Linked DNA regions of Mus musculus: regions 2, 3, 4, 5, 6 and 7 are each linked to region 1. Evidence: chromatin contacts called from public Hi-C, HiChIP or PLAC-seq and promoter capture Hi-C data. All regions are on one chromosome and are shown on one strand. Each heading gives the region's core, a stretch centred on a gene start, on an enhancer-like site or on the middle of the called end of the contact. The rest is flanking DNA. Distances are from core to core; before and after follow the strand shown. Region 1 holds the start of Abcd3 (ATP-binding cassette, sub-family D (ALD), member 3). Region 2 holds the start of Fnbp1l (formin binding protein 1-like). Region 3 holds the start of Rwdd3 (RWD domain containing 3). Region 4 holds the start of Bcar3 (breast cancer anti-estrogen resistance 3). Region 5 overlaps Bcar3 (breast cancer anti-estrogen resistance 3). Region 6 holds the start of Tlcd4 (TLC domain containing 4). Region 7 holds the start of Pde5a (phosphodiesterase 5A, cGMP-specific).

Evidence for each region. Promoter capture Hi-C pulls out the DNA fragments that hold promoters and counts their contacts. A called contact is a pair of places that touch in the nucleus more often than the background predicts. HiChIP or PLAC-seq counts read pairs in DNA pulled down with a chosen protein or histone mark.
Region 2: a promoter capture Hi-C map of second pharyngeal arch cranial neural crest shows a contact between it and region 1. The contact joins the promoter of Fnbp1l here to the promoter of Abcd3 in region 1. A contact is called at or near these places in 8 of 39 promoter capture datasets (cranial neural crest, embryonic stem cells, frontonasal cranial neural crest and 5 more), 3 of 484 Hi-C or Micro-C datasets (cardiomyocytes and embryonic stem cells), 9 of 115 datasets of contacts at active chromatin or transcription factors (astrocytes, embryonic forebrain, embryonic stem cells and 5 more) and 1 of 9 other capture datasets (liver).
Region 3: a contact with region 1 is called in a promoter capture Hi-C map of pre-B cells, with 5 times the contacts expected there. The contact joins the promoter of Rwdd3 here to the promoter of Abcd3 in region 1. A contact is called at or near these places in 8 of 39 promoter capture datasets (the C10 cell line, the HPC-7 cell line, embryonic stem cells and 4 more), 2 of 484 Hi-C or Micro-C datasets (both in CD4 T cells), 5 of 115 datasets of contacts at active chromatin or transcription factors (T-cell acute lymphoblastic leukemia, embryonic stem cells, large pre-B cells and 2 more) and 2 of 9 other capture datasets (adipose tissue and liver).
Region 4: a promoter capture Hi-C map of liver shows a contact between it and region 1, with 4 times the contacts expected there. The contact joins the promoter of Bcar3 here to the promoter of Abcd3 in region 1. A contact is called at or near these places in 5 of 39 promoter capture datasets (hippocampal neurons, liver, maxillary cranial neural crest and 1 more), 2 of 484 Hi-C or Micro-C datasets (embryonic stem cells and liver) and 1 of 115 datasets of contacts at active chromatin or transcription factors (pancreatic cancer cells).
Region 5: an HNF4G HiChIP or PLAC-seq map of pancreatic cancer cells shows a contact between it and region 1. The contact joins the enhancer-like site here to the promoter of Abcd3 in region 1. A contact is called at or near these places in 2 of 39 promoter capture datasets (the 3T3-L1 cell line and cranial neural crest) and 3 of 115 datasets of contacts at active chromatin or transcription factors (bone marrow-derived macrophages, embryonic stem cells and pancreatic cancer cells).
Region 6: a Hi-C map of muscle stem cells shows a contact between it and region 1, with 3 times the contacts expected there. The contact joins the promoter of Tlcd4 here to the promoter of Abcd3 in region 1. A contact is called at or near these places in 3 of 39 promoter capture datasets (hippocampal neurons, liver and pre-B cells), 1 of 484 Hi-C or Micro-C datasets (muscle stem cells), 4 of 115 datasets of contacts at active chromatin or transcription factors (astrocytes, embryonic stem cells and extraembryonic endoderm stem cells) and 1 of 9 other capture datasets (adipose tissue).
Region 7: an HNF4G HiChIP or PLAC-seq map of pancreatic cancer cells shows a contact between it and region 1. The contact joins the promoter of Pde5a here to the promoter of Abcd3 in region 1. A contact is called at or near these places in 1 of 39 promoter capture datasets (embryonic stem cells) and 1 of 115 datasets of contacts at active chromatin or transcription factors (pancreatic cancer cells).

The regions. Positions count from the first base shown.
Region 1 is chr3:121,812,864-121,816,613 of GRCm38.p6, forward strand. It overlaps Abcd3 (ATP-binding cassette, sub-family D (ALD), member 3), which reads right to left and starts at 2,439. Exons shown (of 23, transcript NM_008991.3): 1 at 2,146-2,439. The coding sequence starts at 2,255.
Region 2 is chr3:122,617,229-122,620,973 of GRCm38.p6, forward strand. Fnbp1l (formin binding protein 1-like) reads right to left here and starts at 2,486. Exons shown (of 14, transcript NM_153118.3): 1 at 2,302-2,486. The coding sequence starts at 2,325.
Region 3 is chr3:121,170,208-121,173,912 of GRCm38.p6, forward strand. Rwdd3 (RWD domain containing 3) reads right to left here and starts at 1,488. Exons shown (of 5, transcript NM_028456.3): 1 at 1,385-1,488. The coding sequence starts at 1,469.
Region 4 is chr3:122,417,668-122,421,067 of GRCm38.p6, forward strand. Bcar3 (breast cancer anti-estrogen resistance 3) reads left to right here and starts at 2,090. Exons shown (of 12, transcript NM_013867.3): 1 at 2,090-2,516.
Region 5 is chr3:122,474,194-122,477,698 of GRCm38.p6, forward strand. All of the region lies in intron 3 of Bcar3 (breast cancer anti-estrogen resistance 3), which reads left to right. Gm34349 (a long non-coding RNA gene) reads right to left here. Exons shown (of 2, transcript XR_376033.3): 2 at 2,268-3,505. Among named protein-coding and RNA genes, the nearest start is that of Gm34349, 4.3 kb to the right of the region's middle. Within about 2 kb of position 1,713, at least 172 of the 459 cell types and tissues checked have an H3K27ac peak or open chromatin away from gene starts, as enhancers often do. A contact at or near this core is called in embryonic stem cells and pancreatic cancer cells, where this site is marked.
Region 6 is chr3:121,261,834-121,265,239 of GRCm38.p6, forward strand. Tlcd4 (TLC domain containing 4) reads right to left here and starts at 1,334. Exons shown (of 8, transcript NM_001355678.2): 1 at 867-1,334.
Region 7 is chr3:122,727,869-122,731,563 of GRCm38.p6, forward strand. Pde5a (phosphodiesterase 5A, cGMP-specific) reads left to right here and starts at 1,290. Exons shown (of 21, transcript NM_153422.2): 1 at 1,290-1,499. The coding sequence starts at 1,378.

The DNA.
Region 1 (3,750 bases), core at 1,189-3,688:
TTAGCTCTGTTACCAAATGGACCCAAAGGCCAGTAAAACAGAACTTCCAGACTGTGAAACCAAAGATAGGGACTGAAAGATAAGAAAGTACAAAGTATCTAATACATATATATGTGTGTATATATGTGTGTGTGTATGTGTATATATATATATATATATATGTATATATATATTCATGTTCTAATATTATTAGATATATGCCTATATAACCTGTAGTTATATAGTAGTGACTTATGTAAGCTCAATCATTTTTATCTCAATAATGTATGCTTTGAATTTATCTGCTCATAATCTGCATCCTCACCCCTCAAAATGTTTAATGCCTAAAGCAAAGATTTTGCTACTCATCCGACAATGAAAGATCAGCAACTCTATTTTGTTCAGTAAACTACCTGTTGCATAATTCTATCTTCAGAAAGTTCACAAAGTTTCTCAAAAAGATTTTTTGAATGGCAGATGAACAGCTTCAATTATTTAGGAAGATAAACTGTGTTATACCATGTCACCTCTATTGCTATTATTTCCCAGTAGAGCTGTTGGCTTGGACTGTGACTGGAGAGGGACATAGGGGTTTTCTGGGTGCTGATAACAGTCTGCTGTTTGATCTGGGCACTGATTACACAGGTGTCTTTTACCTGCAAACCTGACATTTATGCTGCATATTGTTTTCTGTATGTATACAGTGTCCCAGTAAAGAGAACTGCTTTTTCTTCTTTTTTTTTTTTTTCGAGACAGGGTTTCTCTGTGTAGCCCTGGCTGTCCTGGAACTCACTCTGTAGACCAGGCTGGCCTCGAACTCAGAAATCCGCCTGCCTCTGCCTCCCGAGTGCTGGGATTAAAGGCGTGCGCCACCATGCCCGGCTTGAGAACTGCTTTTAAATCAGTCAGAGTTGTTAGCAGTCAAGTTCCCTCACTACTAAAATACCTACTCTAGGCGCTGAAACGCTTCCCTACAAAGACTAATTCAAGTAATTAAATGTAAAGCATTTACTATGTTCTATCGGCACATTCCAAGTAACTGATAACTTCTAATCCCAAATGAGAGTTCAGAAAGGGCACGATCTAATAGAAAAATATTTCAAATTAATCGTCCCCCTCCAAGAACCCTTAAAAAGGACGAATAGTATGTGAAGGAGAGGCATATCATTATTTTGTAAAGCTGATTTAGGAAGAGAAGGGCCAATGCTGCAGCCAATGAGCAAGTCAAAGTAGATAAGACAGAAAATACTTCATGAAAGGATACATGGAGCTCTCTGCTAGTATTTTAGGCCAAATTCTAATAATAAGATAGTCCGAGCAAACCAAAAGCAGGAGACAATAAATAGTACCTACCCAGAGGGTTGATGAAATAAAATGCATGAAAGCATTATTCTAAGATTGGACACTAAATATCCAAACACTAGTAAGAATGCTTAGTTAGGAAGTAACCTTTTCTTTGTCGCTCGCTGAAATCAAATGGGCGACAAGAAGTTAAAATTGTGCCTGTAATCCCACCCCCAGAACTCAATTCTCCCTTCTTTCCTAATCTCCCAAAAGTTCAAAGTAAACTTTAACATTCTCTCCAGGCAGGTAGCTGTATGGTGTAATTAACAAGTGATCTTCACCTAAAACACACTTTCACCTTTCACCTATAAAGTCGACGGAGGAAACTTTGTCCTCCACACACCGCTGAGCCAATTCAACCTTTCCAAATGAGGGCATTCACTGACCAATTCCGGAAAAAGAGGGCACCGCTTTAGAAGAAAATCGTGCCCACTGGACCCAGAAAACCCCAGGAACGCCCCTGGCTACTATCCACCGCCACTACTCCGGAGTCGAGCTGGCGAGTAAAATGCCCATCCCGAACGAACGCAAACCTTAGCGTTCAGTGGCGATGAGATGGCAAAACCAGAATGCACCCATAAAGTTGACATGCACGGGGAGATGGTGAGGGGGCGCGGGGGCGCAGGGACGCGGCGTGTCCTCCTCCCTCCCGTGGTGTTGAGATTGCGCGGCGGCCGCCAGGCTGAGGGCCGCAGGGCTCCGGGACCGCTGGCCCGGTTCCGCGGGCACCCGCGCAGCTCGGGACCTGGGAGAGAAGGGCAAGGCGCGCGCCCGGAGCTCCCCGCTCGGGCCCGGGGAAGGCGGCGCGGCCGCGAGCCTCACCCGTGCAGGCCGAGGGCGCGACGCCGCTTATGGAGTAGGCAGAGCAGCAGGAACGCGGCCCCCGCCAGCGAGGTGTTCCGTGCCGTCAAGTACTTGCTGAAGGCCGCCATGGCACCGGCAGGGCGAGCGAGCCGCGGGATAGGGGACGCGCCGGCGACAACCTCAGTGCAGGAACCGCGGGGGAAACTGGGAGGATAGCTCGGCGCCGAGAGAGGGCGGGGCCGGCCGCGCGGGAACGCCCCCTGGCGCGCGCCGCCGCGCCGAGCCCACCGTGGACTTTGGCTTCCCGGGCGCGCGCGCGGGCGCGGGGCGATCGAAAGGGTCGTTCCCCGGGGGGACGCTCTGCGCACGCGCGGACCCCCGCGGACTCGGCCGGAAACGCGGCGGGCAGACAACGCTAGTCCTCCGCGCCGGTCTCCAGCAGCCCACGCTTCGGCCTTGCGATCTCTGCTTGCACACACCCTAGCTTTCTTTCACAAGAACTGGAAGAGCGGGCCGGGCCTGCGCCACGGACTCCGTGGGCCCTGCCCCTCCGCCACCCCCTGGATGGGTCGGTACCACCCTCTTAAAGAAGCCGGGGGAGGAGGGGAACGGCCCCATCACTAAAAAGGTCAATATTTGCAACTTAAGGAGTGAAGGGAGACCTGGAAAAGAAAGACTACAATCAGATAATCTTATTTCAAGTCGCCGTGGATTAGGTCTCTAGTTCTGTAAAATCGGTTTGGGAGGACGGGTCCACCACTCTGTTAATTTTTTTATAAAAATAATGTAGTGGGAAAAAGCTCAGAGTGCGTGACAAAAAGGAGTTTTAAGAAACAATTACTCTTTTTTGGTAGATATGTACAAGGATGGCGATAAAAAAATGTATTTCTTTATGTTAGGTCTGGTCAAAGAAAGTTTGAGAAACTCTGTTCTTTGCAAAGGGACATTCAGAAATAACAATCGTGCGTTGTATTAATGCTGGCCTTACTCCCAGAAGCAGACGAACTTTACAGATTACAGCATTCTTCTCCTGTCCCACCCCTATCATGCAGAAAGTGTTATCCCTAGCGTTTAGTCTAGCGCATGCACAATAACTTAATGAATGGCTGTTTTCAGTTTAAGAAACTGTCGAGAAGCAAGTGTCAGAAAGGAAGCTTCTAAAACCTCACAAAATATATAAATGTTGCCTACGCATAAAAGGAACCAATGAAACAGTGATGCCTAGGTGTTTTCTCTGTGTGAATGGTTAAATGGTTATGAGAATGGCAAAGACCACACACCGTGGTGTGTGCTGTGTGCAGGTGCTCAACAATCGTCAAAAGTCTAAGTTACGCAGAAGTAGAGCCTGTACCAAATCCTCCATATGCCGTTTGTGTGTTTTCCCATTACCCTGGGAATCACTTAGGTAATTAGGTATGCCTGGCACAGAGAATACAAGTATGAACAATCAATCCCTTATTCTCCAGAGGCTGGTGCAGAAGAAAAACATGAAGAAAAATATGGATGAGTTTAAGTGTCAGCTTAGAGAAGTGAACTAAGTGCTATGAGAATACCAATAAGAGAATTTAGAATTTTCCTAGAACTTTTCCTTAACACTTGACAAATAGGATGACGTCAAAGCTA
Region 2 (3,745 bases), core at 1,236-3,735, 800 kb after region 1:
CTGTCCCACACATGCAAGCATACACATAAAAGATAAAACAGCAAAAACCATCAGTTACAGCAAATTACTTAGGTTTGAGCACGTAATTATATATCACCAGTGTTTTGTGTAACAATGAATTTTCAATCATTAAACCCTTAGGATAGTAATGTGACCCTTAAGATAAAATAAAATGTGACAACTGTTTTCTAAATTTATATTTTGATGTGATTTTTCCAGACATCAAATTCCCAATAACAGACAGTATAGGTGCTTGTATTATATTGCAACCTAGGGGAAAACACAATCCTCGCTCAAAGCTGTAAAACAAAGACTAGAGGCACGGCTCAACAGCTAAGAACCTGTACTGCTTTTGCAGAGAACCTAAGTTCAAATCCCACCACCCACATCGACAACAACTCACAAGCACCTGTAACTCCAGCTTCAGAATCATGTCCTCTTCTGGCCTCCTTAGGCACCGATGCACATGCATGCACATGCATGCAGATTAATCCAATGGCTAAGAGCATTTGCTGCTTTTGCAAAGCACCTGAGTTTGGTTCCCAGCATTTGTGATGAGCCTCATAAGTGTCTGAGCTACAGCTCCAGGAGATCTGATGCCCTCTTCTGGCTTCTTTGCCAGATATACCCACAGTCAGTCACAAATAAATACATGAATTTAAAATTAAAAATAAGGGGCTAGAGATACGGCTTGCTGTCTAGTATGTGCGAGGTCCTGGGTTCAATCGCCAGGCACCAAAGAGATAAAAAATGTTGTAAATAGAAAATAAAACTATACCCATCTCCATTCACTGATGACACTGTAACCATCACAGAATGTACGTTTAAAAGGGAAAACCCTTAGTCCCAGCAACTGGAGAGAGTCAGGTGGATCTCTGAGTTTAAGGACAGCCTGGTCTATATTACGAGTTCCAGGCCAGCCATGTTTATAGTGAGACTGTCTCAAACAAACATAAAAGTAAATGGGAAAGGACCAATAATGCCTGAAATTCTAACTGATGTTACATGATTCGTTTACAAATGACGCTCACCATTATCAGAACAATCAAGTGGAGAGGCTCCTGAGGTATTTTGTCTTGATGGTTATGTTTGCAGACTGGGCAAACACTTCTGCAGAGTGCTACAGGACAGATTCCTGGGGCAGGGTTAAGTGGGTGACTAGATGAGCTTTTAAGTGTCACTTCTAAAATTCCCAATCTACAGCACGTGGAAAAGGAGAAAACATTCGGCCTCGCGACTAAACGATCTGTTTCGAATCCCAGTGAGCGTACATACTCGAAACTTGTCCCTCCTCTCCCGCTACAGAGATTCCCGGAGATTTTCGCAAACAAAGGCACGGAAAATATGCACAGGTGGGATAAAAAGGGGAGTGGCAGAGGCCAGGCGGCGCTCGCTCGAGACAGCGCCCCCACGCCGCCAATTTTCCCGGCCGCACCTGAGAAATCACTGCCATGCACACCTCCACCCTCAGGTGACGGCGTCCGGAGCGAATTCCTCGACCTATAACCCTCCGCCTGCACCTTGGTCGGACATTGGGTATTGTCTGCAGCCTCCAGCGCCCAGGAAAGGCACGGAAGAAAGAGAGAGAGAGAGAAAAAAGAGAGAGACAGACACACACACACATACACACACGAGAGAGAGAGAGAGAGAAAGAGAGAGAGAGAGAGAGAGAGAGAGAGAGAGAGAGAGGAGAGAGAATAAAGAACGAGAGGGAAATCAAGCGATCGGCAAGCCGCGCGCTCCTTTCGCCAAAATGAGCGTCCCTTCCTCGATCCCACTACCTAATTCGGGTCACAAAAGCAGACCCGCCAGCCCAGAGAGGCTGCAACCGGAGCTGGCCGGCGCGGAGTCGCGGGCGCCCTAGGTCCCGAGCAAGGAGGCAGCAAGAGAGGGAAATGGGCGTGTGGGTTGGGCCTGGCTGGCCCCAGGCCGGGCTGGGAACAAAGCCGCCCGGCTCCCCCTACCTGGAGCTGGGGCGTCGCCCAGGCGCGCGGCGCGGGGATCCGAGCGGCGCCCCTTCGGGACAATGGCTCCCTCCCCCGCCGTCGGGCGCGCGGTACAAAGGCGCGGCGCCCGGCCGGGCACCCGTCCGCAAAGTCAGGCAGAGGCTGGAGAGGGGACGGCAGCGGCCGTCCAGGGCTGCGGCCCGGGCCCCTCGGAGGGAGCCCCAGGCAGCCGCCCCGTCGCCTCCCCGCCCGCAGCCGAGCGGGCTCTCGCGGCACAAAGAGGCGCCGGAGTCCGCGGCGCGCCAAGCCCGGGGCTCCCGCCGACGGCGCGAGCCGCTCTGCTCCCCACACTCACCCACAGCTCGGTGCCCCAGCTCATGGCGGAACCTGAGGCGACTGGCGCCGGCCGGCTGCTCCCGCTGTCCTCTCTCGTCCCGACTTTCCCCTCCTCAGCGTCTGCCTCGAAAGCTGCCGCCACCACCACCGGGTTCCCCAGTGAGTGAGAGAGACACGACTGAAGCGAGCCGCCGCCGCGTCCCCGCCTCCCGGCAGCGGGGAGGGAGGGAGGGAAGGAGGGAGGGAGGGGGCCGGGGCCGAGGGGAGGCGGGACGGCGGGGAGGGGGCGGGCCGCGGTGCACCCTGGGATCGGGGCGGGCCCGCACTCGCGCGCGCGGGGGCCGGCGGGGGTCTCCTCCGAACAGCTCGCCCGGGGCGGGGATCCTCGGACCCTCGGCGGCGTCCGCTCCGGCCTCCGGGCTCAGCAAAAGCCGCACTCAGACTCCCGCTCCAAGATGGAGAGCCAGGGAGGACGCCCACGGTCCCTGCCTTGCTCGGAGACCCCCCCCCTCAAAGGAGGCGACCCCACACGTCAGCGTTCTTTGCGGAGCCCTGACAAAGAAACCACGTCCAGACGTTGGAGCAGAGGGGTGTGTGCGTGTGTTTAGTTAAAAAAAATCTGCCTTCGTAAGGTAACTTCTCCGTCCAGGCTTGGCGCTTCAGCCTGGGATCCCCGGGAACCACAGACCTGTAGAGGTCAAACGTCCAATGTGAATGCAACGTGTCACACGACGTGTCTGGTTTTTGTTTTTGTTTTTAATAAAGCATTTTGATTTTATTGTAAGTTCTTTCGGGAAACCTTTTTTTCTTTTTTTTAAGAGGCAAGCGATCCCGTAATCTTTTGGGGACGTTGCCATGGTAAAAGATAAGACTTGGTGGAAAGCGAACCCGACTGACACCTGCAGGAGGTGAGACGCTGCTGAGCTTGCCTGAATTCTAGGCTCGTGGCTACCTCCAGGGACCGGTCTCTCCCTCCTCACAGCCCTTCAACAACCTGTTCAGAGCCTGAGGCGTCTCTTGCCTCCGATAGGAATCTTGGCTGCAGACGACCTCTTGCTTTTAGCTGTGCTGAGTTATTTCCCAGCCTGCCTCCACTGGCAGTCAGCAAGTTTGGCTGGTGCTACTAGATACCGCGTACAGTCTGCTCACTAACTCCCCAGCATATGCTTTAGTATTAATTGCTTGTCGCTTAAAACACACACATTTTCACTCTAGAACCAGTAGAGTACTCTTCAGTGAGTCATGACAACTGAATGCTTCAAGGTCCCCCCACCAACGGACGTCTTATCAGCCTTGAAACTCCTCCCTACGGGACCGGGACCGGGACCAACACAGGTGTTCCAGCTTCTTCCGCCCCAGCCTTCCTGTTTACCTAGTTCTGCTCCCCATTGAAGTCCAGGCAAATAGCCAGAGCTCTCCAGGCAGTCTAACCACCACTCACCAAATTCTTTGCTATCCTTTTC
Region 3 (3,705 bases), core at 238-2,737, 640 kb before region 1:
TGGCAAGTAAGTCACGATACAAGAACTCGGAGACACGAGTGATCCCTTTAAATAGCTGCCTCCGGCAGAAGCAATTACCAATAGAGAGAATTGTGGAGACAGGAGATGCTAACCGATCAGGATGCTACCCAATCACAAGAGGGTGGCAAATCCCTACAATAAATCCTTTCATAGGGGTCTTAAGGAAGTTTCAAAAATATACAAGACAGGTCTAGGCACTTAAGAAGAGAGCAACTCCATTTTTCTAGAAAGTTCACATGGCCTGAAACGTCAAATCACCACAAAGATCTGTAGATGTGTGCATGCAAGAAGGCATAGGAGAAAGGGGTCACTGACTTATCTTATGGAAACCCAAAGCCCTCCTAATCATAGATATAGCTTCCTTAGGTCTAGCACATCTCACACTGTCTTCCTAGAGCTAAGCCAATTTATGGTCAGAAAAGCCATTACAATCGTAGTTACATTGTAACAGTAGAGGGATGGCTCTCACTGACCTCAAAATGTACATGACATATTTGACAGCTCAGCGAGGGTGAGAATAATTTGCATCAGCACATTTTCCCAAAAGGGGGAAATTGGGGGCACTCAGTGGTTAAGAGCACTGACTATTCCCTGGGTTCAGTTCTCAGCACCTTTAAGGCAAGGCTCTCAAACCCTCGGTAACTCCTAGCCCCTGAACGTCCTATTCAGGCCTCCCAGGCACACTCAGCATACAGGTCTATACAGGCATGCAAAACACTCATACATACGCCAAAAAAAAATTTAAAAGTGTGTGAGTGGAGCGTCTGGGTTCCTTAACGGAAGCCAAGACAAGAATGAAATTTTAGCTTTTTAAAACAATTAATAATAACAACAATAGTAATAGCTTTACAGACTATAAACTCTCAGAGGGTCGGTGCCCTGCCTGGGTTAGAAGAGAAGGTCTCCATGCTGCGTCCAGCAGAAGTCTGGAATCGGCTGCCATTTTTCAGCAGCCTGGAAAACGTAAAAATAAAAATATTTTTAAGTAAAACAACAAAAAAAATTAATAATAAAGTCAAAGGCAATTAACTCTGGAGAGTTCAAACCTTAACAAGCATTTCCTGACTGCCTTCCACGTGGCTGACAACCAACTACAGCGTCCTGTTGTCAGGGACGTGATACACAAATGCTTATGGTGGATGCCGACTATTTGGAGGAGCTGGGTTTCACGAGGAGGGCACTGCGCACCGTCTAGTTGCGGGAGAGCACGGGGTAGGGGGGCGGAGAGGGCGAGCTCAGGGGAGGGCACTGCAAGCGCAGGCCAACCCCACCCCCCAGTCCCCTCCTACTCCTGTCCAGGGCCACAAGACACCGGGTCCCCGACTCCCCGCAGTGGCCGCAGGGTGAGAGGCAGGGTATTCACCTGAACAGCTCAACATCTCCCACTCGTTGGGCCCGCAGAAGATCGCGGCCAGCGCCGAGAGCTCCTGCCGCACCTCCTCCACCATATCCGTGCGACCAGAACCCAAAGCCACTTCCGCCGCCTCCCGGAGCAAAGCTCCCCTACGGTCACTGGGGGGCGCCCCGGCCTCACAGCCAGGTCGGCTGCGGATGGCGCCGGGCGGGGGGCGGGGAGATGGGCGTGTTTATGGGCGTGGCATGTGTCCGCCCAGAACCTTCTGAGTTTTGGCCTCTGTGGTTTTCTGGATCAGAGAGAGACCTGTAAAGCCCCAAAGTCCCCTACAAGAACAACCAGGCTGTGAACCCACCGTGCTTCACCAGGCTAGGAGGAAATGGAGAGAGTAAAAAAAACCTAAACAAACAAGAAAAGCCAAACAAGGCGAACGAGCCCTTGTCAGGCTTTTGAACTTTGTGTCCTGAGATCCCACAGTGAGCAAAACACAAATTCCATGTCCTCATGAGGGTCAGTGACCCTCGTGGTCAGGATATTTCAGAAAAGAGAACGATAATGACCTCCAGGATACTGACCTGGTTGGTCACTAGCCTCGGGATTACACACAAGGTCTAGATTCCAGGGCCTCTTTCCAGTCCAAGATGAAGAAGAGGGAAGACTGAGATGAGACTCCTTAGAGATGGGGTCCAAAGCCAAAAACTAGCTTTACAGTGATTTGATTTGAGTTGATTTGATTTGGTTCGGTTTGGTTCGGTTCAGGTGATATTCGATGCATATAACATAATGTGTCTATTACCTCTCTGATCCCTGAAGCTTAATGGTGAAATCACCATCTTTGAATCTTGACCTAAATTTCAAAACACTCGCAGTAACAATAGGATAACAGAATGAGTGATGCATCTGTTTCAACCTCGACTTTAGTAAGCAAAATTAATTTGTGGTAAGTAGTTCTGTCTAGGTGCATTTGACTCCCCCCGCCCCCAAAATAAAAATTTTTAATTCTGCAGCTCCCAAGAGTCCTTTGGCTCACTCGGGGAGGTCTCATGCCACTGGTTTGTATCAGAAATAACATTCTGTGAGTTCATCAAAGAATTTAAGTAGGTCTTCAGTGACTCCTTTCACTGACTTCTACAAGTCAGAATAATTTTAACTGGGCCACGTTACTATCCCAATCATCATTTCTATTGCTAAAAGGGCAATTTGAAAAAAGGAAGAGAAATTGGCTTCCAAGAAGAGAAAGGAAATCTGATGAGATAGACAAGAAAAGCTTTTCCAGGGATGCCCTGAGATTTCAGTGACCCCAGGCAATTAGGAACCGTGCTGTGCAAATAATTAGAAAGATAAAGGTTTATTTAAACACATGATTATCTATAATGTAACCAATTTGTATTAGAAGAAAGAAAAAAAAAATAGTTCCTTTGAGTTATTTCCAAAATAGCAGTTCAAGCAAGTTCAGTGGGTTCATAATTAACTGTTAGAGAGATTTGGGGAAAAGATTACACTTTTTGATTTACAGCACCACTCTGTTATTCAATTTTCAGTTTAAAGTCCAATGTTACTGCTAAAAGTAATGGAAAATATTAATTTGATTATTTGTCATATTTGTTAAATGGTCCACACAATAATTGAATAGCCCTCATCCTGTTTTAATTTTTCAAATTCAATGTGTGATATGAACGAAATAACACGAACAGCGTGATTTCATTGTCAGCAGGATTAGGAGGCGATCACCGGAGCCTACTGTCAGTAAGGGGTCCATGGGAATTGATGTAAAAGTACAGCCATCTATTATCATACTTAAAATTTTCTGGTCAGTGGGTTTCTTCTTTGCTTTCCTTTCTCCGTTGATTCCTTAACCTGCTTTTCATACTTCATTTAGCATGCTTAAATAAAAAGTTCATGTGAATTGTCTTCTAAATTGACACTACCCGGAGACACTGAAATCCCTCGAATACATTTCTTGCACTCTGACATTTAGAAGTAATCATCACAGAGGCAGCGTGATGTCTGCTTGGCATTTCTCACACAACGGAAATAGCAGGTACCTGGCAGATCTCTGAAGCTACGGCACCATAATCATTTTTCTTGTAATAAGATTTCTTCTAGTCAGCGGCTACTGAAATTCTAGATATTTAAATGTGAAGTGGATGTGAACAGTGAGAGTATATTATCCACCTCTATCCCCACCTCCCACAAATACGCACACCAGTGTGTGATTTGCTAAAACAGTGCTACCTCTCCATGCATTTCTCCTAAAGCGCAGTGTACCCAAGACTGGAATAGGAGGGGACTCGTACCCTCTCACCCCCAGTTAAAACCACTAACCCAGG
Region 4 (3,400 bases), core at 840-3,339, 600 kb after region 1:
TTGCACCCACAGACAAGGCCAGAGCTTTTGAATATTGTGCGATAACGTCTTCTGCCGGCTCGGACTCACAATCCACTGGAACAAACTTAATGTTCTGGAACCAGGTCACCTTTTAAAGGCGACTTCAAAGCAAAACTAAACCAGTGGCCCTTTCACCAGTGACATCGGTGAAGGGTTAAGCGGGGTTATTGTGAAGGTAATACGCACCCGAGCACAGGTCAGGGCTCTGCTTTTAAAGTTTGTAGTTGTATTTATTCTGTTGGAGTTCTCTGGGCTCCAAGGGTCAGGGTGTTCCTTTCTTAGTTCAGATCCAGGACATTTCCTTCCCCTGCCTCTTTCTCTGCTCTTCCCAGGATGCCCAAGATGCAAATATAATGGTTCATCGATGGTGCTGCATCAACGGATAGACTTTCCTTTTTCTTTCTGTCTTTCTTTCTTTTTTTCAAAAACACAAAGTTCCTCAAATTTACTGTTTTGTTTTTGTCTTTGTTTTTCTTTTTGTTTTTTTAATACTTTGTTGTTAAAGCTGTCTGTGGATGTTTTTACTTTGGCCATTCTGTAGCTGCAGAGTCTTTTGATTCGTTTAAAGACATATCCTGTTTGCTTTCCTTGGCCCATCCAGTTGCCTGTCTGTGGTGGTTAATTTTGTCAGTCTGAACACTCTAGAACAGTGGCTGGTTCTCCCGCTTTAACACAGTGGCTGTGGTGACCCCCTCCCCCCAGCCATAAAATTGTTTTTGTTGCTACTTCATAACTGTAATGTTGCTGCTGTTATGAATCATGATGCAAATACCTGGTATTTACATCATATCTGTATATATAGGATATCTGATATGTGACCTCTGTGAAAGAGTCTTTAGGCCCCCTCACCCCCACCCCCCAAGGGGGTTGTAACCCACTTACCTGCCGGGGGCATGGTGGCACATGCCTTTAATCCCAGCACTCGGGAGGCAGAGGCAGGAGGATTTCTGAGTTCAAGAACAGCCTGGTCTACAAAGTGAGCTCCAGGACAGCCAGGGCTACAAGAGAAACCCTGTCTTGAAAAACCAAAAAAAAAAAAAAAAAAAAAAGCCACTGACCTAGAGTCCCCTGGGAAGAGGGAACCTATCACCTCCATCGGATTGGCCTGTGGGCATGTGGGCATGTGGGAGAGGTATTTTCTTGATTAACGTTTGATGTGGGAAGGCTCGACCCACTGTGGGTGGTGCCAGCCCTGGGCAGGTGGGCCCGGATTGCATAAAGAAGCTGAGGAAACCTTGGAGAGCAAGCCAGTGAGCTCTGTCCCTTCACTGCCTCTGCTTGAGTTCCTGCCTTGGCTTCGCCCAATGATGCCTTGTAACAAACAAACACTTCTGAAGCTGCTCTCGATCATAGCGTTCATCTCAGCAACAGAGAAGCAAAGCAGGACACTGTGTAAATAAAAATACCTGGGCTGTTCCCTGTGGAGCCTTCTGTCTTATCCATCTGATCCGAAGGTGTTCCTTACATAGTTTCTATACATTTCCTTTATCGGCTGCATGAATTGCGTAGAGGAGCTCTTAATGACAATTACGTTAACAAGCGGGTTTCCTTTGGCGTTAGTGCTTCGTGTATTTAATTAAGGAATCTTTACAGCCCTTTTTTTTTATTGTTTGTTGTTTGGTTTTGCTTTTGGTTTCTGTTTGATAATTTCTTTAGTGTTACCGTTTTACCTTTTATATGTAGATCTGAAGTCCTCAGGATTTGATTTGGGGTGTGGGGTGGGGTGGGCATCATGATTCTATGACCTGGTATCATATATTGAACTGTGTGCTGTACTCCCACCGTTACCACAGCAATCTTTGGCATAAACCAAGCCACCAGATAGTGCAGAGATGACTTTATAACTAGGTTTTGATAAACAGCATATGTAGGTTCACGAAGCCATCTAGTTCTGCGTGCACGTGTGAGAGTGATTGATTTGCCTGTTCCCGGCTCGCTCGCTGTGGTTACCTTGGTCTTTGTCCCATGAAAGCCTTTTAAATTGAAAGCCAGCCAGGTGTCTGCAGAGCGGGCGGATCTGCTGCGTAATTAAATAACGCCGGGAAGGGGGAGGAGTGGATTAGGCGAGGCTGTCCGGTTGAGTGAGGTTCAGTAAGGAAGAGGTTGAGCTACACTTGAAGTCTAGCTTCTCGGGGGAAGATAAGGGGGAGTCAAAACTCTCAAATCCGGGCGGAGGAGAGCCAGACGAGGTCACCGAATGTAAAAGTCGCCGGGGTTCGGCTCAGCCCGGCGAATCGGCTGGGCGGGGTGGGGCCGCGAAGCCGCAAATCACCAGTTGAGGGCCAGAGAGCGCGCTGCCGGCTCAGAGCTGAGCCTGCAGCCGCCCGGCCAGGCAGCAGCCGGAGCGGGACAGCCGTGCACACCCGCCAGCCGCACCAGCCTCTTGGCGGACGCCCGCGGACCATGAGCCGCCCGAGCTCCGAGAGCAGCTGCGGTGAGGTGAGAGCAGCCCGGCGCTGAACCGCAATCCCGGACTCCGAACGCGGCGCGGGGAGGTGAGTGTGTCCCGTGCGTTCCTGTTCAGCCTCCTGAGCTCCCTCGGTCGGACTGAAACAGGACTGAGAAGTTCTTTAGAGTAAAGTTAGGCATGGGGAAGAGCGCAACCCCCGTCTGTTTGTACCCCCGAGCCCCCGCAAACTAGACATGGGAGTGGGAGTGGGGGTGACCAAAGTGTGTGTGGCGGGGGAGGGAGGGTGAGACTTGTGCCCTCGGGGGTCCTCGGATCCCGGGACTCTCGGGAGTGGAGCGTGGTGATGTGCCTCGAGCATCCCCATCTACTCTTGGGCTCCGGGGCGGAATCTTCCCGGGTGCTGGTTTCTGGACCCCTCCGAACCCTCCTGCTAGTCCAGTTCGGTTTTGCCCAAGGCCGCTCTAAGCTGGGTAGACGAGCTGGCCCAGACGCCTCTGCTGGAAGCCCGAGGCTTTCCTCCACTAATCTCTTGGGAAGTTTGCAAAGAAAGTGAAGGAGCCTGCCCAGTAACTGTTGACAACATCTCCCTCCCCTCGCCTTCCCTTTGTTGAGAAAGAATGAATAGTTGGTTGTGTGCTTCCCCCTGAGTCGGAGAGGGGAAAGCAAAAGGAGGGAGGGACGGGTCGCAGCCCATCTTCCTTTACTCGCTTAGCCTGTGGCCACTTAAAAACTTTAATCAGGTGTAGACTCTTTTTGAAGGGCAGGTGGCAAAGGCAGCGAGCCGGTGATGTGGGGCAGCGCGTCACAGGACTAAGGTTTAACGGTTGTTTGAGGCAAGGTGAAAGGGGGAGTAGCCCGAGTCTAGTTTTTTTTTTTTTTTTCAGTTTTTGTTTTTGTGTTTTGTTTTTCCCTACAGCAGTTAGGGATGGAAAGTAGAGCCCGGAGTTCAGAGAGTCTTTTAAACCTTGA
Region 5 (3,505 bases), core at 463-2,962, 660 kb after region 1:
AACAAGCAGTCACTGATAAGCAGGAGGCAGGAGACACTCCCCCACCCCCACTCTCTAGGGCTGCCAGCTCTGAGAGTTGTAAGGTTACAGGAAGTCTGCTAAGTGACTGAGCCCACATCAGAAAAGGGGCAGGCTTATTCGTCAGTCCAGCCAATGGGAGAAAAGGACAGGAAGTTCTCCTAGTCAGGGAACTTCTAAAGATGCCCTCTTATGCCAAATCAACGTACCAGTCGTCTCTGCCCTTTCTCTGCTGTGTCTCCCTGTCTGCAGCATTATATATTAAAAGACGGTTTCGTTCTCACTAGTCTCTTGAATTTGTTATGATCATATTTCCAACACCACCATCTGGTATTTACACTTTTCCCCATAAATGTTTTAGGATCATAGTAGGCTATTTTTCTAATTATCTCTGTCTTCTTGGGATACACATATACTGTGTTGACACATGACTGCTAAACTCTGCAGATATTCCTCCCCATACCCTTTTCCATCTTCTTAAAACCTGTACACAGCTCTCTGCAGTTTCACTCTCTTTGGTTTATTTATGGGCTGGATAGTTTCGTGGTGGCCACTGTGACAGAGGAGATAGAAGTGGGCCCTTGGGAGAGCTGTGTATCACCTGATTATCACCTGTGTGGCCTTGGAAAGATTTCTACATCTGTTATCGCAAGTGACCCAGCCCTAAGACACAGTGTTCCAGATAATGATCCAGACTCTCCAGACCCATTCCTGCTGCTCACCCTGGTACCTCCCCCTTCCTCCACCCAGCCCTCCCACTTACTTTGGAAGGAGTGCCGTAAGGTGCACAGGGACAGGGTGGGGGTTGGTGGCATTCTACTAGCCTTTGAACACTGGCAAAAACAACCCATTGTCCTCACCCTAGGCACCAAGTAAAGAAAATATTGACCTTTTAGATGTCACTTCTGAAGACATCGTTGTACTTGGCAGCCATCAAGGAAGTGAAGACATTGGCTGCCGATCAATGCAGTCTCTCACAGAGAGCCTTCGGATCCGGCCTTTCCCCACCAAGGGCACAGGAGGTCTATACACAGAGAGGTGTTCCTGGCTTGTGCTCAACACCTGAGGCTTGCTGCCTCCTGGTCCAGAGATTCTGTTCTCAGCATCCCCAATCTATGAGCTACACTTCCCTGACTGTTATATGTTGTCCAGTATCCCTGACATTGCGGATGAACCCTCAACCTGTGCTGCTGGACTATCTGTCACTGGATGAGGGGAGGTCTGCCTCCTGGATTTGCTTTAGATTAGAGTGTTCTGGTCCTGGCAGTCAGGTGTGATGCTTCTGTTAGCACATCAGATAAAGCAGGTTCTGGCTTGCTCTCATTACTCATTCTAAGAACTACTGCTTGCTGCCCAGACCATGGTGATAATGATGCCCCCCTCCTAGTGTGCTAAACGAGACACTGGTAGAATTCTCAGCAGAAATTCTGGCCCTTGGGAACATCACACACTAGGAAATGAGGTAGAGAGATGTGGGTGACCGCCATGGCCTTTCTAGATGCACTCCCCAGATGTGTGGCTGCCAAGAGGTTGCTGAGATCAGACTTGTACATATTACACATTTACTGTGATACACAAGGCCCTCCCACCAGAGGAGCACAAGGGCTTGTCTTTTTCACAGGGGAAAGCTACTTCACAGCCATAAGGGGTCTCAACACTGCTTGCCTGGCTCCTCCTCTTACCAGTCACAGCCCTGCTAAGCCAACCGGTGTCCATGGCAACCAGACAAGTGTTTTGCAGGTCCAGTCATGATCACTAGGCTATTTTGCTCACTTCCTTTCTACTGGCTATTGAAAGCCTTTCTGAATCTTAGACTGGTGACCTGACTCAGCAGGTAAAGGTACCTGCCATGAAACCTGCTGACCTGAGTTTGATTCCCCAGAACCCACAGGGTGAAGGAGACAATAGATTCCCACATGGAAGCTTGGACATGCGCGCATGCATACACACAGACACTTTATCTATTAAGTTACTTTTTTAAAAAGTGGATAACCAATCAGTGGGGACTTCTAGGTCCCCTAAGTGTTTGGGAATTGAGTATAAGCTCTAACCTATTTCTCCAGTGAGCACATTATCACCCAGTGGTTCGTATGGATCATAGAAGCCATACTTCACCTCCCAGTTAAGAGCTCCTAATACAGACTGATTTTCAGTGCTGTTTTGGCAGAATGCAGGATTAATCACTGTCTCATTCAGATGATAATAGCCAGGTTGTTTCTGACTGACAAAAGACCATTTTTCTACTGAAGTGTTTTTCATTCAGGTAGCTAAACTTTATTGCGAAGGGATTAATTCCACTGTTTTCTGTCAGGGTTGGAATGAGTGTGGTCTCCCTCGGTGCCTGCCTGCCCTGTGCCTAAGCAATCCTCACTGTGACTGGTGGATTCCTGCTGTTGCAGGCTTAGGGGAGGCAGAGAATAGTTTCTCCGGGGAATACAGACAGGCAGTATAAATTAGAACAGCATGGATGGTGGTGGTGGTGGTGGGGGGAGAACGGCACAATCTTCATGAGGCTAGACACAACATGACTCTAGAAATAAGTTAAAATCAGACAGTCCAGAAATTTGGACCAGAGCAGTATGAAGAAATTAGGCACCTGGGAGATGGTTCTCAGGGCACTCTAAGCAGAAGCCAAAGATCGGTTGTCATGGCAACAGCCACCCAGCATGGAGGTGTTGGAGGAGTGAGATTGGCAGGACAGCAGGTCAGAACATAGACTAAAGTCTAATTTTGCAGCCAGAGACAGGGACAATGACAGGGGTGGTGGTGGGGTATCACCCAGATCTCACGAATTACCCATAGGTACTCAGTCAGGTTGGCTGGAACAGGGGTATCCAATAGTAGATGGGCTTTGGGGTGAGCATGGAGACAAATACTGTGGCTTTGTGTCCTGCCTGTTTCCATCAACAGCTCATCAGATAACGATGATGCAGGGGACCCTCTGAGACATCTGAGCAAGTGTGATTAAAGATCCTTCGTATGTCTTCCGATTATCAGGTTTTGAAGTTGAGGATTAAAATATACTTTTAATGCTAAATACTCTTGATCATCTATCTCCTCTTTAGTTCTAGTTTTAAAAACTCAGAAGGGTCCTCAGCACCAGCTGCAGTCCGGCAGTGACTCAGTCATTGTCCACCTTCTCTGAGGACAGAGGTCCGGGTCGCCCAGCATCTGAGAGTTGTCAGCGACAGAGGATGGTTTCTAGTGCCTTTCTTCAAAGAGGAATGGAAACTCACATTTGCAGACTGTGCCTTGCATGTATTGGGGATCAGGCTTTATAATGTTATCATTCGTTGCCTGTAATCACCTGGTATGTTTGGGGAGCAGCTTGAGGTTTTGAGAGGTCAAGTCATCTCCCAAGGTCACTTCAGCTAGCTACTGGCGCAGCACTGACGCCTGGAACATGTTCGGAGTCTCTTTAGAGCCACGTGGATGTCTGTCTCCAGGCTCAGTTTTGGAAGGTGCCAATTTGCAGAAGTGCCTGTAA
Region 6 (3,406 bases), core at 84-2,583, 550 kb before region 1:
ACAGACATGAGTATTAAACACATTAATTCCCACCATCCACACAAACTCTCCCACATTGCCTCCAAACTGGTATCTGAGTTAATTTAAACATCAAAGATTACTTTTTAATATTTTGCAGTTTTACATACACATGTACAGTGGCTCGAAAATGCTTACAAATAAAAACAAAAACACAGGCCAGCAAGTGTCCGTTAAATGAACTTAACTTAAAACCACTTTCACAGAGGCTGCCCTACCATCTTGGAAAGGTGGGAAAATAAGATAGTGGCATTAGAGGCCCCATTTCCTACCAAGGTAAACGAAGGCACTTAGTTTAACCAACTTGCCAGGAGGTTACAGAGGCTGGAAAGAGAAACCAATTCTCCCTCCACTAGACTTAAGCACTCAGGTGGCTAAAAATGGGACCCACTTGAGAGTCGTGGGGGGTAAAAATAGGCTACTTTTTTTAGAAAAGGAGGATGGGGATGCCACTTGATGCTCCCGACCCTGAGCCGGTCTCTCGCAAGAAAGCGTCCCCCGCAGGCCCAGAGGTTGCACCCACCCGCTTTGGGCTCAGACCCCTTGATTGCCTCTAGCCAAGCAGGAAAGCCGGGGGACCGAACCAAGCAGCCTGGGAGAACCGAGTGGACCCCGGGCCAGCGCCGGGGGCCGCGGGCCCGGGACATCATCTGCTCCGAGCTAAGCGGCGCGGGGCCGACAGCAGGAAGGATGCTGCGCCGCCGCACACCTGCGAGAGCCTCCCGCGCGCTCCCACCCGCCTCGGGCGCCCGAGCTCGGCCGCGCTAGGCCGGTGCGACGCGGCGCAGTGCCCGAGGCTGCGCTGGGCGAGGCCGCCCTCCTCCCGGATCCCGTCCAAACGGCGTCACCTGTGCCGGGTCCCGGGACGACTCCCGCGGGCGGCGGCTACGCGGGGCCGGGAGAGCGCAGCGGGGCTCACAGGCGCCTGGTCATCCAGCCTGGCCCGAAGGCTGCGCCGGCCGGAGCCACGCGCGAGATGCTCGCGGAAAGCCGGGGGAGCCCGGAGGAGCTGTCGCCGAGGCTCGCGCCGCCGCTGCCGCCGCGCCCGCCCGGACTGCGGGCTCGGGTTACCGCAGAGCGGCTCCTTAAAGGGGCCGCGGCCGCTCGGACTGGGCTGGCGCTCGCCGCGGCTCCGACCCCAGGCCAGAGTGGGCGGGGCCCGGAGGCCGCGCGTGGGGCCCACCTCCCGGCGCTGGGACTTGGATCGCGGCGGGAGCTCGAAGCCGCGAGCTTAGGCGGTGGGCTGCGAAGGAACCCTGAGAGCTCACACCTCTGCCCGGGTGCAGTGTGCGGTGCGCGGGCTTTCCCAGCAAGTCACAGACCTCACGAGTGGGGAGAAGAAGTATGTGAGTCCGCCCCCGCGTTGGTCAGCGCCCCGGCTCGCCACGTAACCCAAACCCCTTTTCAATGGGGAATTCTGTCTTATATGCCCAAACGCTGTGCAAAAGATCCGCATGGTTTGCTTTGTCGAGGAGATGAAATGGCAACTGATGCTTTTTTTTTTCTTTCTGCCACGTCTGCCACGGCCAAAGTCCAGCCCCGCCCCGTTCTGGTTTGAGGCTGCAGGTGCGTGCCAAGCCGGCTAGGAGGCACGTGTGTAGAAGAGGCGTCATGTCCCAGAGCAGCCTCTTCCCAAACCCCCGGAGAACACCCTTGAAGGACCGCAAGCTATCCAAGTATAGCTCCTGCCTAGCATGTCCAAGGCCCTGGATTCGATTTCCACGTAACAAAAACGGGTACATTAGCAATCCATCTATATCCGGGACCCCTCTGCGGTCAGGATGTTTAAATGGGACTGGACTGTTTTTTTTTTGTTTGTTTGTTTGTTTTTGTTTTGTTTTAGGACTGGCTGAGTATCCCAAACTGCCAAGTCTATAAACTCTGCTTTCCGACCTGCTGTATCAACCAGATCCAATTAACTGGAATAAAACTAAATAATGCAGAGGTACACACAAGCTGTATGATTTGCCAAAAAAAAAAAAGCAGTCACAAGTCCTATTTTTGGAACTAGATGAATTCTACATAAATCGAATAACCTGGAAATTTCAACATTAATGACATAGGGCAGTTGTTTGTGAGAAATACCTACCAAATAAAGCTTACATATTTGACCTAATAATATGCATACACACAGGGAAGCATCTGCTGCCAATTTAGGCCAGAAAATGTACACATAATCTCACACCACATCTGTATTTAAATTCATCTTGGAAAGCAATAGAACCGAAATCCTATTTATTAGAACCTGGAGTCCATTTTTTAGCCGAGCTGTCTCCAGCTGACTGAGCTAACTAAGCTCAATGAAGCTCACGTCTTCATCTATAGAAATGGAACAATTCAATTATTTCTGAAAGCTCCCCGGTCTAGGCGGAACCACAGAGAAAACCTCTATGAGCTACACGGTCAGAAAACCAGCCAGGAAGACCATGCAGATCGTTCCCTGTGTTCTACCCAAGCGTCTCGGCATTCCAGGGCCACAGCGCTGTGGCCACACCTGTTTCATCACAGATATTTCCCAACCTGCATAGCCCCTGACTGTTTTTGCTTTGCCCCATAGCTGCTTCATGTACTCATGTGCTCCTCTCATAACTGTGTGGGCATGTGATGGTTATAGGCAGATATCTATAGGGTCAGTTCAGCTAAGACGAATTTCACAGTGCTATCTCAGGACTGTCATCTGCAGGCACTTATCCTAGCTCCTCATTGTTGGTCAGTTGCTCTGTTCTCTCCTGATAATGCACCACCATTACCCTTAACATCTATAATTCTCTAACTCCAACAGTAATTAACCTAACAAGCCAAGTCAACCTATGGAAATACACTATGGAAATGTGACTGTCCCGGGATTCCTTCATGAGCCTCTATCAATGCATTACCAAACTGCAAGAGTGTATTGAGATTACATAGTGATTATATCAAGGACAAACATTGAGATCTGAAAATACTAGTTGAATTTCAAAACTTACTTTCCCTCCACCACCCCCATTTTGAAACAGTCTCAGCTAGCCCAGGCTGACATCTAACTCATGTAAGATGCACCATAATACATGCCCACATTGAATGTTAAATTTTAGTCTAACAAAAAAAAAGTGATTTTAGCAGAGAATATACCTACTGTATATTTTCTGAATTTCTTTAGACTGGTCATTTCAATTATTCACTTTTAAATCTTAGTTACTCTTAACAAAACTTCCTCAAAATCCTGTGTTTACTGTATGAAGTCCTGAATTTCTAGTGTGTTGCGGGCGTCAAAGCTAAATTGCACTTTTTGTGCTATTTGATCAAAGAAACCGCTCAAGAGAAGTAAAAATATTTATTCATCTACCCTTAAAGGCTGGAGAGACGGCTCAGCAGTTAACAGCACTGGCTGCTCTTCCAGAGGCCCTGA
Region 7 (3,695 bases), core at 40-2,539, 910 kb after region 1:
TGGTTGCTGGGATTTGAACTCCTGACCTTCGGAAGAGCAGTCGGGTGCTCTTACCCACTGAGCCATCTCACCAGCCCCCGAAGGAAGAACTCTTAACCACTCAGCCAGAATGAAGTGTCAATATGAACTTTGGAGGGAGCGGGCACAAACAGTTAAGGCCCAATTTCTAGCTATTATCCCAGAGTTCAGTTTTAAATCAGGTGACTTCCTGGTAGGAGGAATGTGTAGATATGGGGTGGGGGTGGGGTTCACCAACAAGGGGAAACTCCCTATTCGCTAAGCATATTTAATGTCATAGTAACATATCAGGAGAGAACTGTCATTTTAAAATCTAATATAATTTATCATGTGTTGCTTTGGTCATGGAATTTTATCACAGCAATAAGCAATGTAAGGCAATACTATTTCTGAGGTATCGATGCCAGTTAAATACAAATGAGTTCATTTTAAATCAGGCTAACTGGGTGTTCCCAGTTGTACATGGGTAGCTAGTGTTAGGGTTCGTAAGTCAGCAGAATCGTGTAGAGGTAGTCTTAGCTTCAAAATTCACAGGCCAAGGACAGGTGGTTGTCATTTTTATGTCCTATGTCTAACCGAATCTTGCGCTTCCATAAGGAGGGTCTTTGGTGTATGAATCAATGATTACAACTGATGTTAGCCTTAAGCTCGGATGTGGTTTTGATGGAAGCCACTGTGTCCCGTACCTGCAGGTTTGTCATAGCGGTTTCTTCCTCATGTCTCTCCCTAGCTTGTAGGGTTGGAGTGCTTTCCGGAGTCACTGGGAGGGCTGCTGTGAGGGAGATAGGTTCTGGGTCCTCTCCACCAAGAGTTGCTTAAGGAGAAAAGTGAGGTGGGGCTGTCCCTGTACTACTAAGAACGAAGAAAAACAATCACGTTAACTTTTTCCCACACTTTCTAGTGAAGCTCCTGCCTCTTGCCTTCTGGACTGTAGATGAGTCCTCACTGTGATCTTTCTGTCCTAGAGTTGGTTGGTTGGGAATTGCAAATCCACCCACTGTCACCTTTGCGCATAGAGGGAAGCTGACTCGGCCCACAGCGCACCCCAGCGGCGGTCTGGAGTCCTTCTAGCCTTGGCCACTTGGCTTCCGGAGGGCTCGCCAGTCAGCGCCGAGGCAGATGCAGAAAGCCGGTTTCCGCGGGACCCCAAGGAGGACGCCCGCCACCTGGGAACCTCGGGGACCTGGAGGGGCGGGGCTGAGCGAGCTCCGGGGCCGGCCCGCGTCTCTGTGGCTTCGCTGAGACACTGCAGGGACGAATAAAGGCAAAAGGGGAGGGTCTCGAACACTGTCCTGCTCCTCTGAGAGAGAGAGGTGGAAATCCGGCACCTCCGAGCCGCAGAGACGCGCGGCAAGCACCATGGAACGAGCGGGCCCCAACTCCGTGCGGTCGCAGCAGCAGCGGGACCCGGACTGGGTGGAAGCGTGGCTGGATGATCACCGGGACTTTACCTTCTCTTACTTTATTAGAAAGGCCACCAGGTAAGAAGAGGAGCCACAAAGGACACAGCCAGGGACATGAAGCGTGACCTGAGGCTGATCTCTCTCCCCCACCATTGAATTTTCCCCTCGATCCAACATTAAACAATCCCCGTTCCCAGGCCCTTTGCTTCGGAAGTAGCTTCTCGGTCCCAGTACGGACTGGAGTCCTCTACTTAAAGGGAGCACAGTTGAGAAGCGAGGCGTCGGATTAGAAAGGACTTGCCCACGAAGTTAAAAACAAAAGCGTACACCCGGCCCTGGAGCAAGATTACTCTCCCGGGCCTTCTCCCCTCCCCTCTACTCTCCCGGTTTCCCTCCCAAACCCGCTTAGCAAAAACCAAAACAAGCCAGAGCCCCTTCCCAGCGGCTCCGGAAGCACCACTGCGGGCGCGTCCCTGTGGTCGTGCTCCTCCCCTGCCCGGCTTGCTCTGACCCTGGAGGGGCGGGGAAGCCGGGGGGGTCTGGACCAGGCCACCGGGAAGCCTGGGTGCCGCAGCTTGCCCGGGTCGCCCCCAGTGAGGACTGTCGCCTTTGGTCCCCCAATAGTCCTCTGGTCATCCCTCTTCTGGCTGCGTCGCCGCAAGGAGGATTTTCGCGGAGCTTTGCGGCGCGCACACAAAGGGCGGGAGGGAGGCGGCCCGGGCGGACTCGGGGACCCGGGGACCCGGAGCACCCCAGAGGCCAGTTCTTCCTGGTCTCGAGCCAAACGCCGGGAGGCCGCTGCGGAGGGCGTGGAGAAGGGAGCCTGTCCTTTAGGATCCGACTGCTGCACGGGCAGTCGGGGCTCGCGCAGACTTGAGAGTGGAGCGGAGGGACGAGAGGGTGGAGCGGAGTGCGTGGCGGGCGGGTCCCCCGAAGCTCGAGGAGTCGCCGTGAAGCCCGCGCGCGCGCTTGCCTCCGGCGCGCCGATCTGGGCTGAACTAACCAGCTCTGCTTTGGAGAAGGGGCTGGAGCCCCGCCACCGGCGCCTTGGGGCAACGGCCGTCGAGCAGCTGGTGCTGGCCGCCCGAGCCGGGAGGGCGACTCTCGCCGGGCGGGGATGGTGGACGAGCCGGTGGGGACTCGCCCGAGCGCGGCCGCCACTCGGCCGGGCGCTGCCCGCCAGGGGGCGACGCAACGCGGGGTCCGCAGCCGGCGACCCGCAGCGAAGAGGCGGCGGGGGCAGTAGGGGAGCCGGTCGGGCACTCACGGAACTCCGTCGGCCCCCAGAGTCTCCCGAGTCCACCATCCGAGGAGTTCGCAAACGAGCGCCCCACCTTTGCTATGTTGCCCTTTGGAGACAAAACGAGGTACTTCCTTCAACATCCCGCTGGCCACTTTGTCTGGGGAAGGGCTGCGGGGGTTAGCGGCTGGCGGGGGCACCCCTCACACCTGCGGGAGATGAAGCCGCCCGATAGACGGGCAGTATGACTTTGTCTCACCTTGCTTTTTCACGGAGATACTACATGGGGGTCAGTTTTCTCTCTTTTCTCACGGAGCCTCTTCTGGACAGTTTTGGCGTTTTGCTTGTGAGTCTAGCCTTTCATGGCTGAGCGCTCTCTCCAGCCCAGATATACTCTAAGTACCCAGCCCTCCTTTCACCTCCCACCCCCATTATTAAGCCTTTCCCCATCAAATTCTGAGCATAGAGGGATCGGATGATAACACAGAAAGTAGAGCGGTTTCTTTTTAAAACATTACAGGAAGTTTGAGCCGAAGCACCAAGACAGACCATCTCGACCTAGAATTATCTTGCTGGGAACCACCAGTTTCCAGGGGTCACTAGTTACTCTTGAGACCTTCTGTCTCCCGTGTCCTTTCACTGTACACTCCCATCCTCTGCTCCCTTTGAATTAGAGCACAGAAAATGGGGAGGGGCCAGAGAGCAGGGCTGAGTTTTAAAGTATGCTTTGGAGATGTTCTTTAGATGGGCTGTTGTTAACAGTTGAAAGCTAAAAATACAGCAAAAATGACCCGTTCTTTGTTTTACCCTCTCCGCTTTAAAGACAAACTATGGATAGCTTACTGGAGGTTTTTGAGTGGTCCTAGGCTAGGGCACTGTTAAACCTTCCAAAAACCTTGAAAGAGTAGCAACATTGTAGTTGAAAGTAAAAAAGAGTCCTTTGATACATTTACTATTAATTTTTCCCCCTCTCAAGTAGAAATTAAAATTACAAATAAAAATACAATTAAAGCCTCAATTACAATGCTAACTGT